2 separate regions of the Mustela erminea genome follow, and region 2 is linked to region 1. The links are chromatin contacts, called in public Hi-C maps. All regions are on one chromosome and are shown on one strand. The core of a region is the stretch at or near the end of the contact, and the rest is flanking DNA. Distances in the headings are between cores, read along the strand shown.

Region 1 (4,923 bases), core at 1,256-3,755:
AGGGATATAAATATTTCTAGACATAAAAACATATCTATGGTTCCCCTTTTATACAAAAATGTTATCATGTTCTACAGACTATGCTGTACCTTGTTTTCACTTATGTACTGTATCCAGGAGATCATTTCATTTCAGCACATAAAAAGCCTCCTTATTCTTTATTTTCGGTTTTCCATTGTGGTTGTACCCTAAGTTAATGAACATTGGGTTACTTTCAGTCTTTTGCAAATACAGATAATACTGCAATGACTCTCTTCACAAAAATGTCACTTCATACACAAGTTTAACAGTAGAATGAATTCCTAGAAGTGGGGCTGCCAGATCAAGGTGTACGTGCATTTGTGAGTTTTACCATGTCATACTGCCCTTCATGGAGTTTGCAGATAACATCTTCTTTATCTTTGTATCCCTAACACCACTGCAAAGTCTAGAACAGAGCAGGCATTCAGTACATTTTTTTTTTTTTTGGTCAAATAAACAAACGAAAAAATAGCTCTTTCAGTGGAAGCTCCCGTTTTCCTTTCTTTGATGTCTAGTGGAAAAAATCTATGCCCATATAGAGCTCAATTCAAACTAAATGATTGTAGAGTATTACTGTAGAGCAAAATTCTTATTTCAACTTGTACTATTTTCCCTATTTGTGCAATTGATATACTTCTTCATCAGGTTGGTTATAAGATCATACTAACTTCTATGTTCTAATATAATAGCTGAATCCTTATCCCACATTTTGTGAGATGTCTTAATTATTCTACTACTCTCTTCCCCCACATCCTGAGCAATTACTAGAAGCCCATACACAGTCCACAAATTCTTTCAGGTGGTTGCTTGTTGCTTTTATATGTCATCAGACCTCTCTCTGCAACGAAACTTTTATTGTCTTTTTTTTTTTTTAAGATTTTATTTATTTATTTAGTTGAGAGACAGAGAGAGTGTGGGGCAAGGGGAGAGGCAGAGAGAGCTGGAGAGAGAATCTGAAGCAGACTCTGCGCTGAGTATGGAGCCCAACCTGAGGCTCAGTCGAAGGACCTCAAGATCATGACCTCAGCTGAAACCCAGAGTCAGACACTCGACAGACTGAGCCACCCAGGTTCCCTGCTTTTCTTTTCTTTTTTACACTGTGAATCCCTGTAGCTCCTCCTGGATTGTTTACTAGCTCTATGGATTCTCTACGCCTGTTTATTCATCTAAAAGTAGGGCACATTATAGGATTGTGAAGATTAAATAAAATTACAGATGTAAAGTGCTTAGAACAGTGTTGGGCACATAGTAATGTTGAGAGAAACAGTTCTTTATGGGTCTCTCATGCTTCTACCCATCTTCCTGGGTATGCCAAAAGTGCAAAACCCTGACTGCTCTTCACCAGGGTCAATTCTCAAGGTTGCATTTAGAGTGAGCAACTTTAAGGAAAGAAGTAATGTCTCCCTACATGACAGAGAACAGGTTTGTCATTGCTTCCTATGAAAAGGCAGTTTTCCCCCAACTCAGTGTTCCTTGGTTGTGCACAACCAAGTAAGTGCACAGCCTTCATGTGAGCCCTTGTAAGACCTGGGGGAAGAGGAATTGACACAAACGTGCTGAAGCTCATGTTGCTTCCTGTGTGGTAATAGCCCTTTGTCTCCGACCCAGTAATTCTGTGTCTTTTGTCAGCATCCACAAAACAGTAACAGACTAACTTATGTCCAGTCACAGACATCAGTCAGGAGGGTAAACTGAAATACCAGACTCCAGTACTAAGTGCTTAAGTAAGCTATTTTCATTATTTTGGTTCTTGCTCTTCTTTCTTGCCTTTGCTGGGCATTCTGCACACTCTCTGTGAGTGTGCATTTGGGTAGGTAGCTGAAAAGCATCAACTGGGCCATTGGCCAAGAATTCTACAGTGCTGTTTGGGGAAACAAAATAAATCAGAAATAAAGGATAACTTCAAAATCATTGCCCAATTTAAATTATTACTTAGCCCCTCTAATATCCAGTTCTAAATCGCTGAGACTGTAGTTTTCTCTGCATATACTTTCTGTATAGTTGGAGTATAGTTTTTATATAGTTGCAATACGTGGAAGTTGCGAAAAAATAACCGGGTCTTATTTCCTGTTAGCTAATAGCTGAATGAGTTTGGGCTCTACAGTTCAGTTTCCAAATAAGTGAAATACAGAAATGAATTCATGATCCACTCAGCTCACAAGGTTGTTGGGGCCACGGAATAAAATAATGTATGCTAACACAGAAGGTACTGAACAAATGAGTTGTAATGATTTAAGGTTGCAACTTAAGGCTGTCGAGTCACAAACATCAGTTTATCCTAATATTTTGCTTTAGAGGCTACAAAATGAGTTCTGAAATGAAAGAAGAAAAAACTTGACCGCATGTCAACAGTTGGAACAGTCCGTCGCACTCGATGCAGTGTTAGTCGCCCAAACTACAACTCCCGTCAGGCTTTGTCCCCGAACTGCGTCACACATAACCTCCGCTCCGCCCCGGGCCCTGCCCTCACCCCCGCCCCCACCGTCCAGAAACTACAACTCCCAGGAGGCGCCACGGGCCTAACCGTCCGTTTTCCCCCCGCCCCCGGCCTCCCCTTTACCCCCTCCGGCGGCTCTGTGACGGACTTGGGTCCCGCGGGCGGCGGAGCGGGCGCGCGCGTAGGGGGTCGCGCGGCTGCTGAACTGGGCGAACGCGCGCGAATAGGGAGTGGAGGCGTAGGGGGGCGGCGGTAGGGCTCGCTCGCTCCCAAGATGGCGGACGAGGACGGGGAAGGGATTCACCCCTCAGCCCCTCACAGAAACGGGGGTGGCGGCGGCGGTGGGGGGTCCGGGCTCCACTGCACCGGGAACGGCGGCGGGGGAGGCGGCGGCCCGCGGGTCGTGCGCATCGTCAAGTCCGAGTCCGGCTACGGCTTCAACGTGCGGGGCCAAGTGAGCGAGGGCGGGCAACTGCGGAGCATCAACGGGGAGCTGTACGCGCCGCTGCAGCATGTGAGCGCCGTGCTGCCCGGGGGGGCGGCCGACCGGGCCGGGGTGCGCAAGGGGGACCGCATCCTGGAGGTGTGAGTATCTGGGCGCCCGCCGCCCCACCCCGCCCCGCCCCCTCCGGCCGTCCCTGCATCTCACTCTACCCCTGTCGCGCTCGGGCCCCACTGTCCCCCCTCCCCCCTCCAGTCCCGGAACCGGCCCTAGGGACTCCGTTCCCCTCAGGCCCCGCACCTCCTTGGGGTTGACCCTTTCACCTCCCCGCTCCTTGGGTTTTCGCAACGCGCACCTCCCTCCTTGTAACCAGTCTACGTCCCTGCGCCCCCGCTGTTTTTACCCCTGCCCCCATTCTTCTGCCTTCTTTTCGGCCCGGTTGCTTTACCCCTGGGTATGCCGCTCTCTTCTCCGCGCTGCCCTCATAATGGACTTCTGTCCCCTGCTGACGGAATCTCCTTTTCTGACCCGGCCTCTTTCGTGTCCTCCCCAAGTTTTCATCTTAAGCATCGTAGTTTTTGTTCGCCGCTGCGGTCAACCCTCATGGACCGTCCCTCTGTCCTCTAGACGAAGTAGGCAAACCTGTGATCTGCTCCCACTTTTCCTGCGGAAATATCATCCCTCTACTGCACTCCTTTTGCTTTCCTTAGTTACCCTCTCCTGTGGTTAAGCACCCCCTCATTTTTTCTGTCCTGCCCTGTGTCCCTTTCCCCCTCTCCCTTTTGGATTCACACTCCCAAGAGTGTACCTTCTTCTCTGATCCTTGCTTGCATGCCTTTGTTTTTGTTTTTGTTTTTGTTTTGGTGGTGGGGGAGGGTGTCTCTGACACTAGTTTCTTTACACTATTGTGTAAAGAATATCCCATCTCACGCAAGCATTTCGAATCTAGTGTCTACCATTTCCATGTACCTCTGTGAGCATCCGTATTCTGAGCCCCCCCCCTTTTCTGATCTTCATTTTTGCACCATACTCCTACTTCTTTTTAGTCAGGATTATGGTGGAGCTCTCCTTCATTCCTCCTTCCCCCCAAATTATGCTCCTCTTTCGGGTCTTTGACCTCCTTACTTTATTGGGGCATGCCCTTTCTATTCTCTCTTACTACATCCTCTTGTGATCCCACGCTTGAGTTTATCCTATTCTTTATCTCCTCCAGGCTGCTTTCACTTCTCAGTTTAGGCTCTTGCTGCTGCTGCAACCCATCCTCTTCCTACTGCAGCCCCTCCTCCTTCATACTCCTTCAACCTTACTTCCCACTGCATCCCAGAGCTCTGCTGCCTTGTCTTCCTGTGTTTCTGTGCAGACCTCCTCCATCACTCTCATCCAGGTTTTACCCTTGGTGCCTTTATACTTTGTATTAAAATTTATATAGTGATTGCTGGCTGACTCTCATTACCTCCATTCTCCTCAGCAGTCTTCAATCCTGTATCTCTTGCATTCTTACTGAACCTTATTTTTTCCACACTTTTGCCCTCTCTCTCAGTGCTTGGATTTGTCCTCATGAGGTCTTTCTCATTTTTTATAAATGTTATTTTAGTTACAATTTCCACAACTTTCAGTCTCTTCTGTAGGAAAACAGTAGGTTTGCCGAAGTTTTCAAAGAGGTTAGTATCGTGAGGATCTAGCCTAGTTGAGGAGTCCCTCCCTTTTTATTTACCTCATCACCCCTGCCCTTATCCTCTACACACTTTCTCTGTGGAATTCACTCATTCTGTTTACTCTTACCTTCCACCTGAAGAAATAGTAGCTCATCAAAATAATTGTTTGGAGCTATTTAACTTTCCATTTATGTTTTCTTTTTCCATTAATGTTCTGTGTGCTCTTTTTTCTTATTCTCTGGTGATACATTCTTAATCTTTGGGGGCCTGGGCATTCAGATATAGAATGGAGTTGTGACCAAAATTTGTTTCATACCTGAGCATCTAATTCTATTCTTTCTAGATAACTAAAAATCTGTGGTTGATGT
Region 2 (4,923 bases), core at 1,577-4,076, 97 kb after region 1:
ATAGATCCCCCATTCTCACTGCTGCGTATGTCCTGCTGTGTGACTAGTCTGAGCTGTACGCACTCATTCCCCTTGTCTTTTTTTAAAAAATATTTTATTTATTTTATAAGTAGGCAGAGAGGCAGGCAGAGAGAGAGGGTGGTGGAGGGAAGCAGGCTCCCTGCTGAGCAGAGAGCCCGATGCGGGACTCAATCCCAGGACCTTGAGATCATGACCTGAGCTGAAGGCAGAGGCTTTAACCCACTGAGCCACCCAAGCGCCCCCCGCCTTGTCTTTTCAACTGAGTATAATTGTCTCCCCCTGGCCTTCCAGGCTCTCCATAATAGGGCCCCTGTGCTCCCAACTACTCTCTGTGCCTGCCTGCCGTCCCCACCAGATGGAACCTCTGATCATTCCACTGACCTCCCCACTGACGCCGTGGGGGGGCACTGACACTGCTGGATCCTGGAGATACAAAGGTGGGGACTTCTGTTCCTACTCTTTTTTTTTCTTTAAAGATTTTATTTATTTATTTGATAGAGAGAAATAGCCAGAGAGGGAACACAAGCAAGGGGAGTGGAAGAGGGAGAAGCAAGCTTCCTGCCAAGCAGGGAGCCCAGTACGGAGCTCGATCCCGGGACCCGGGGATCATGACCTGAGCCAAAGGCACACACCTAACGACTGAGCCACCCAGGCGCCCCTCCAGTTCCTGCTCTTGAGGAGTTCACCATCTAGAGGATATGGACTCTTTCCTTTCATTTCTCTTGCTGCTTCTCTGGGTCTGGGATGCCCTTGTCCTGTCATCTGAAATCCCGACTGCACCACAAGGGGTGCCATGTGCTCTGTGAAGCTTCCTGGGGCCCTGTTCTCTGTAACCTTTCTCGCTGTCCACAGCAGACTATTAACACCCTCTTACAGCCCTTCCTGCAGGGTGCTTGGCCTTTCAGACATTTGGGAACTTACCCATTCTCTTTAACTTGACTCATTTCTTTGAGATGGTGCTGTATTTTCTCTTTTTTAAAAAAAGCAATCCCTCATATCTAGTATAGTTACTTACACAAAATTTGTGCTCAATAATTATCAGATGGAATTCAAGGAGAAGGGAAGCCAAGTCCTTACAGCTTGGGAAGCAGGGGCTTTGTGGGCAGGCGAGGCCTTCTTCCAGGGGGCAGGGTGGCCATGGCCAGGAGGATGTGTTGTAAAGAGCACGGACCTTGGAACCACCAGACCTGAGCTCTCTGCCCTTTGTTTCCTCTCTTTGTGAACTTGGGCAAATGATTAACCCTTTGAAAGATTGATTTCTTCATATATAAAATGCGGCATGGCCATTGCTGTTTTGCAGGGCTGTTGTAAAGTGAGATAAGATTTGTGAACATTCCTTATGAACCATAAAGCTCTATGTGAAATAAGGCATATTCCCGCCCAGCGGCCCCAGTGCTGAGGCCTTGTTAGTGTTGCTTGGAGACCCGCCGTCCATCCTCTCCACTTTGATTGCATCGCTGCCTGCCCCATAACTCCTGTGGTTACTCACTGTTAAACATCGTCACCAGGCTGTGGGGTTGTATATATGCCCCACCACACACAAGCCCCTCAAGGACTAGGCAGCATGTCCTTCATCTCCACCACCTATGCCTGGCTTGGGATCTGGTTCTGTGAAAATGTTTGATGAATGAGTGACAAGCTTCACCTGGCTGGGACACAGCTGTCTTGTGAGCTGAGCTTAGTGCCATTTAGAATTGCTGCTCCTTGCCTCAGAACTTGATCAGAAGGGAAATCACAAATGGAAGGGTCTTTGTCAGGAGTTCTCTGGCTTATTGACTCCCAGACGGGTGTGTCATGGGTCACTCCGCTCCCTGAAAGGTGGGACCCGCTGCCGAGGCTGAGTGCCGTCTGCCTTCAAGCCTGCTTTATTCCTACGCTTATCTCTTCATGTCTTCCAGAGAAATGTTTTTGAAAAGACCAGACAGCATCCAAGAATTTTCTGCAGGTGAGTAAGGCAATGTCTGTTTTGGGTGTTTGAGAAACCAGCCCGAGGAGTATTATTGCAAATTTAGACTTGGACAAGCCCACGATTCTCCCTACAGAGTTTGGGGGTACGTCTTCACTTGATGTGGCCCTGGGGAGCTCTTTTCAGAAGGCTCTTTCCATCATTGTCATTTCCTCCAAATGAGGACAGATAAGAAATGAGGCAGAGCTTCTTTATGGTGAGGATTAAGGATTTTGAGATTCCCAAAGGAGCAGAGGGGCAGCTCTTCTCCCTGGGACTCCTGAAGTGGGGTTCCCCACCCTGGCCGCACATTAGAATCACCTGGGGAGTTTTTAAGAAATGCTGAAGCCTGGGCCCACCCCAGAGGTTGGTATTTAATTAGCTCAGGGTGAGGGGGGCAGCCCCATGGTTGTAAAGGTCCCCAGGTGATCTTAGTGGGTTCCACTGCCCCAACTGGCTTAAGGTCACTGGTATTCAGAGGGAAGGGCCGGGAGGGAGGCTTTCTTGGGGCCTGTTAGCCCAGGGAGCTGGTGACGGGGGCACACCGTTTCTAACTGAATCTGGTGCGTCTTTGCAACTCCAGCAGATGCTGCCTCTGATTCACATTATGCCGGGTGTATAAAAACCATCCTCTGTCGTCATCGTGTGAGAGTCTGGCTCTCCTCTGAGAGGATATTCTCAGAGAGGAGAGGGCGTGAGAGCTCAGAGACAAGCTGGCAAGCTGAGCTGAGACGAGAATAACACTTGGCATTTTTTTGGGCCCCAGGATGGGCCGGGAGCAGCAAACCCAGAGATCCCTCAGCCCTCTGATGGCTCCCCGTGCGTCAGCAAGCTGATGAGCTGCCGGCTGGTGTGGCCGGGCCCGGAGCCATTCTGTGTCAGCCCCTCCCGGGAAGGCGGGAGCTGGCAGGCTCAGCGCTACTCCGGGCGGAGATGGGGACCACGGGATCTGCTGTGACTTCTGTTACTTGTTGGAAAGCAGGGCCGCCAGGAACAGGCCTGCTGAGGCTGAGCCAGCCTTGCTTTTGAGCCGAGTGAGCGGACTCCCTCCCCGCCTTCTCCCCTTGGGTTTAGATAATTTCTTCTTTTCGATTCTCATCCCAGACTATTTCACGGATCCAAGACTTCCCAACAAGATTCACATGCAACTAATTAAGGAGAAGAAAGCGGCTTAATTAGCAGAATCAGGATGCTCAGCTGTTGAGAGAGACCAGGAAGAATCCAGCCTCAGGGTGGGTGTTAACCTCGCTTACAGACAGAGGCTGCTTTGCTCTTGTCAAAATAAAGTCTGGGCTTCTCGGCCCGGAGTGTGAAGGAAACCAGAGGGAGAAGCGGCAGAGAAGTTTCATGCAAAAGTGTTTCGTTTTCTTGACACTATTTTGGGGAATTAGGGGCTGTGAAGAGTGGCCCAGGGTTTGTCTGGCATGTCCATGGCAGGAAGAGACATCTGTCTTCAGAGCCTGGTGGAATGGAGTCGGAGAGTGGAAGCGGAACCGTGTGGGAGTGAGGAGTGAGGAGTGGCAGGGAGACGGGGGTGGGACCCACTGGTATCCAGACCCCACTGTCAGACTGTGGAATACTGGAATAGCGAGCACTCTCGCAGATGGCCTTTTCCTTCTGTCGCTGGTGCGGGGAGCAGAGAGGGTTCCCATTGCTTCTGGAAGGGGCTGGAACAGTTTCCTTCGCAGCACCTTGGACGAGGGACTTTCCTGTTACCCATTCTTTTCAAACCAGGCTCTGCCCAGGAGGGTTGTCTCCCATTTTTCAGGCAGGATGATTTCTGAAAGAATTTTGCAGGTTGGGATTTTTTCTTACGAGGTGGGAAGAAGCCACGTTCCTGGTGTCACCACACCGTTTGTATTTTGCAGGGTCACCCGGAAGCAAGGGAGCCCTGTTGCCATCAGAGTGGGGTCCCAAGCTGCCTTGGGCCATATCTGCTGTTGCAAAGGCTTTTAAAGATATTCATTAAAAACAGACCTTTCTAATCTCTCTGCTGTGTTTCACTCAGAAGAGGATGCCATCCAGTAGGGAGGGCTGCGGCACCCCTCCTTGGACCTGCTGGGCCGCAGGGCCGTCTCTCCATCTACCGCAGCCTGTGGGCCTCCACTAGGGCAGCAGGCTGCTCCCACGTATGCCTCACACTGTGTCCTCCTTGACCCTCCAGGCCACTTGCTCCCAGAGCTGAGGCTGGAGGAGAGAACAGGGGTGGGGACTCCAAGAGGCCCACAGCTGATTGGGGCGGCCCTGAAGCTGAGTCCACGTTTTAGCACGGTGTCCTCCCCACCCCCATCTTCCCTCCCATTTACCGTATGGCGTGTACAAGGTTTAACTTTTCTATCAGCGATAAAAGCAATGGGGCTGGAGGGACTGCAAGAAAATGAGACTGGACAAGGAAAACCCATTTGGGGTCCTGCATCTTGTGAATTATAAATCTAACAGGTGACTCAGAAGTGGTGGACTTTGTTCATGAGGATTTTTACCAACAAGCTGCCCATCTGTTGTTTGCAGCTAACAGGCAGGGGAGAGGGCCAGTTGGTCTTTGACATCCTTTCCAGGCCTGGAAGGCATGAATGTCTTCTGTGCTTGTGCCCTACCTCTCTGGTCTCCACAACCCGCTGTGTGAAGGACCTCTCACCTGGGTGTCTCCGGTCCACATCACCAAGGCAACGGAGGCACAGCCCAAAGCAGGGGCTGTGCTTTCTCTCTCTGCCCCTTGTCTCTGTCCATCTTATCCCCAGCTACCAGCCCCTCCATGGTGGAAGGGCCACAGAGCCGGGCATGGAGAGGACTAGTAAAGCGATGCCTAATAAGCTATGCAGCAGGAACCTGAAGAGTTTTTCAAGTGCTTTCAGAGTCACACTTCAGCAGCTATGGCTCTGGCAGTGAGCTACCCCTGCTTAGAAAATCAAGATGAAGCCGTCAGCAGAAAACCCACATGTAGTAAGGACCTCTGATGT

The links. Hi-C and Micro-C count contacts between places; a contact is called where the count stands out from the background.
Region 2: a contact with region 1 is called in a Hi-C map of skeletal muscle, with 9 times the contacts expected there. The contact joins the enhancer-like site here to the promoter of SNX27 in region 1. A contact is called at or near these places in 2 of 3 Hi-C or Micro-C datasets (fibroblasts and skeletal muscle).

Annotation. Positions count from the first base shown.
Region 1 is chr10:2,163,854-2,168,776 of mMusErm1.Pri, forward strand. It overlaps SNX27 (sorting nexin-27), which reads left to right and starts at 2,506. Exons shown (of 12, transcript XM_032303647.1): 1 at 2,506-3,043. The coding sequence starts at 2,733.
Region 2 is chr10:2,260,280-2,265,202 of mMusErm1.Pri, forward strand. It overlaps RIIAD1 (RIIa domain-containing protein 1), which reads left to right. Exons shown (of 5, transcript XR_004276313.1): 3 at 1,920-1,966; 4 at 3,071-3,198; 5 at 3,835-4,923. Among named protein-coding and RNA genes, the nearest start is that of RIIAD1, 6.5 kb to the left of the region's middle. Within about 2 kb of position 2,827, the one cell type or tissue checked has open chromatin away from gene starts, as enhancers often do. A contact at or near this core is called in fibroblasts, where this site is marked.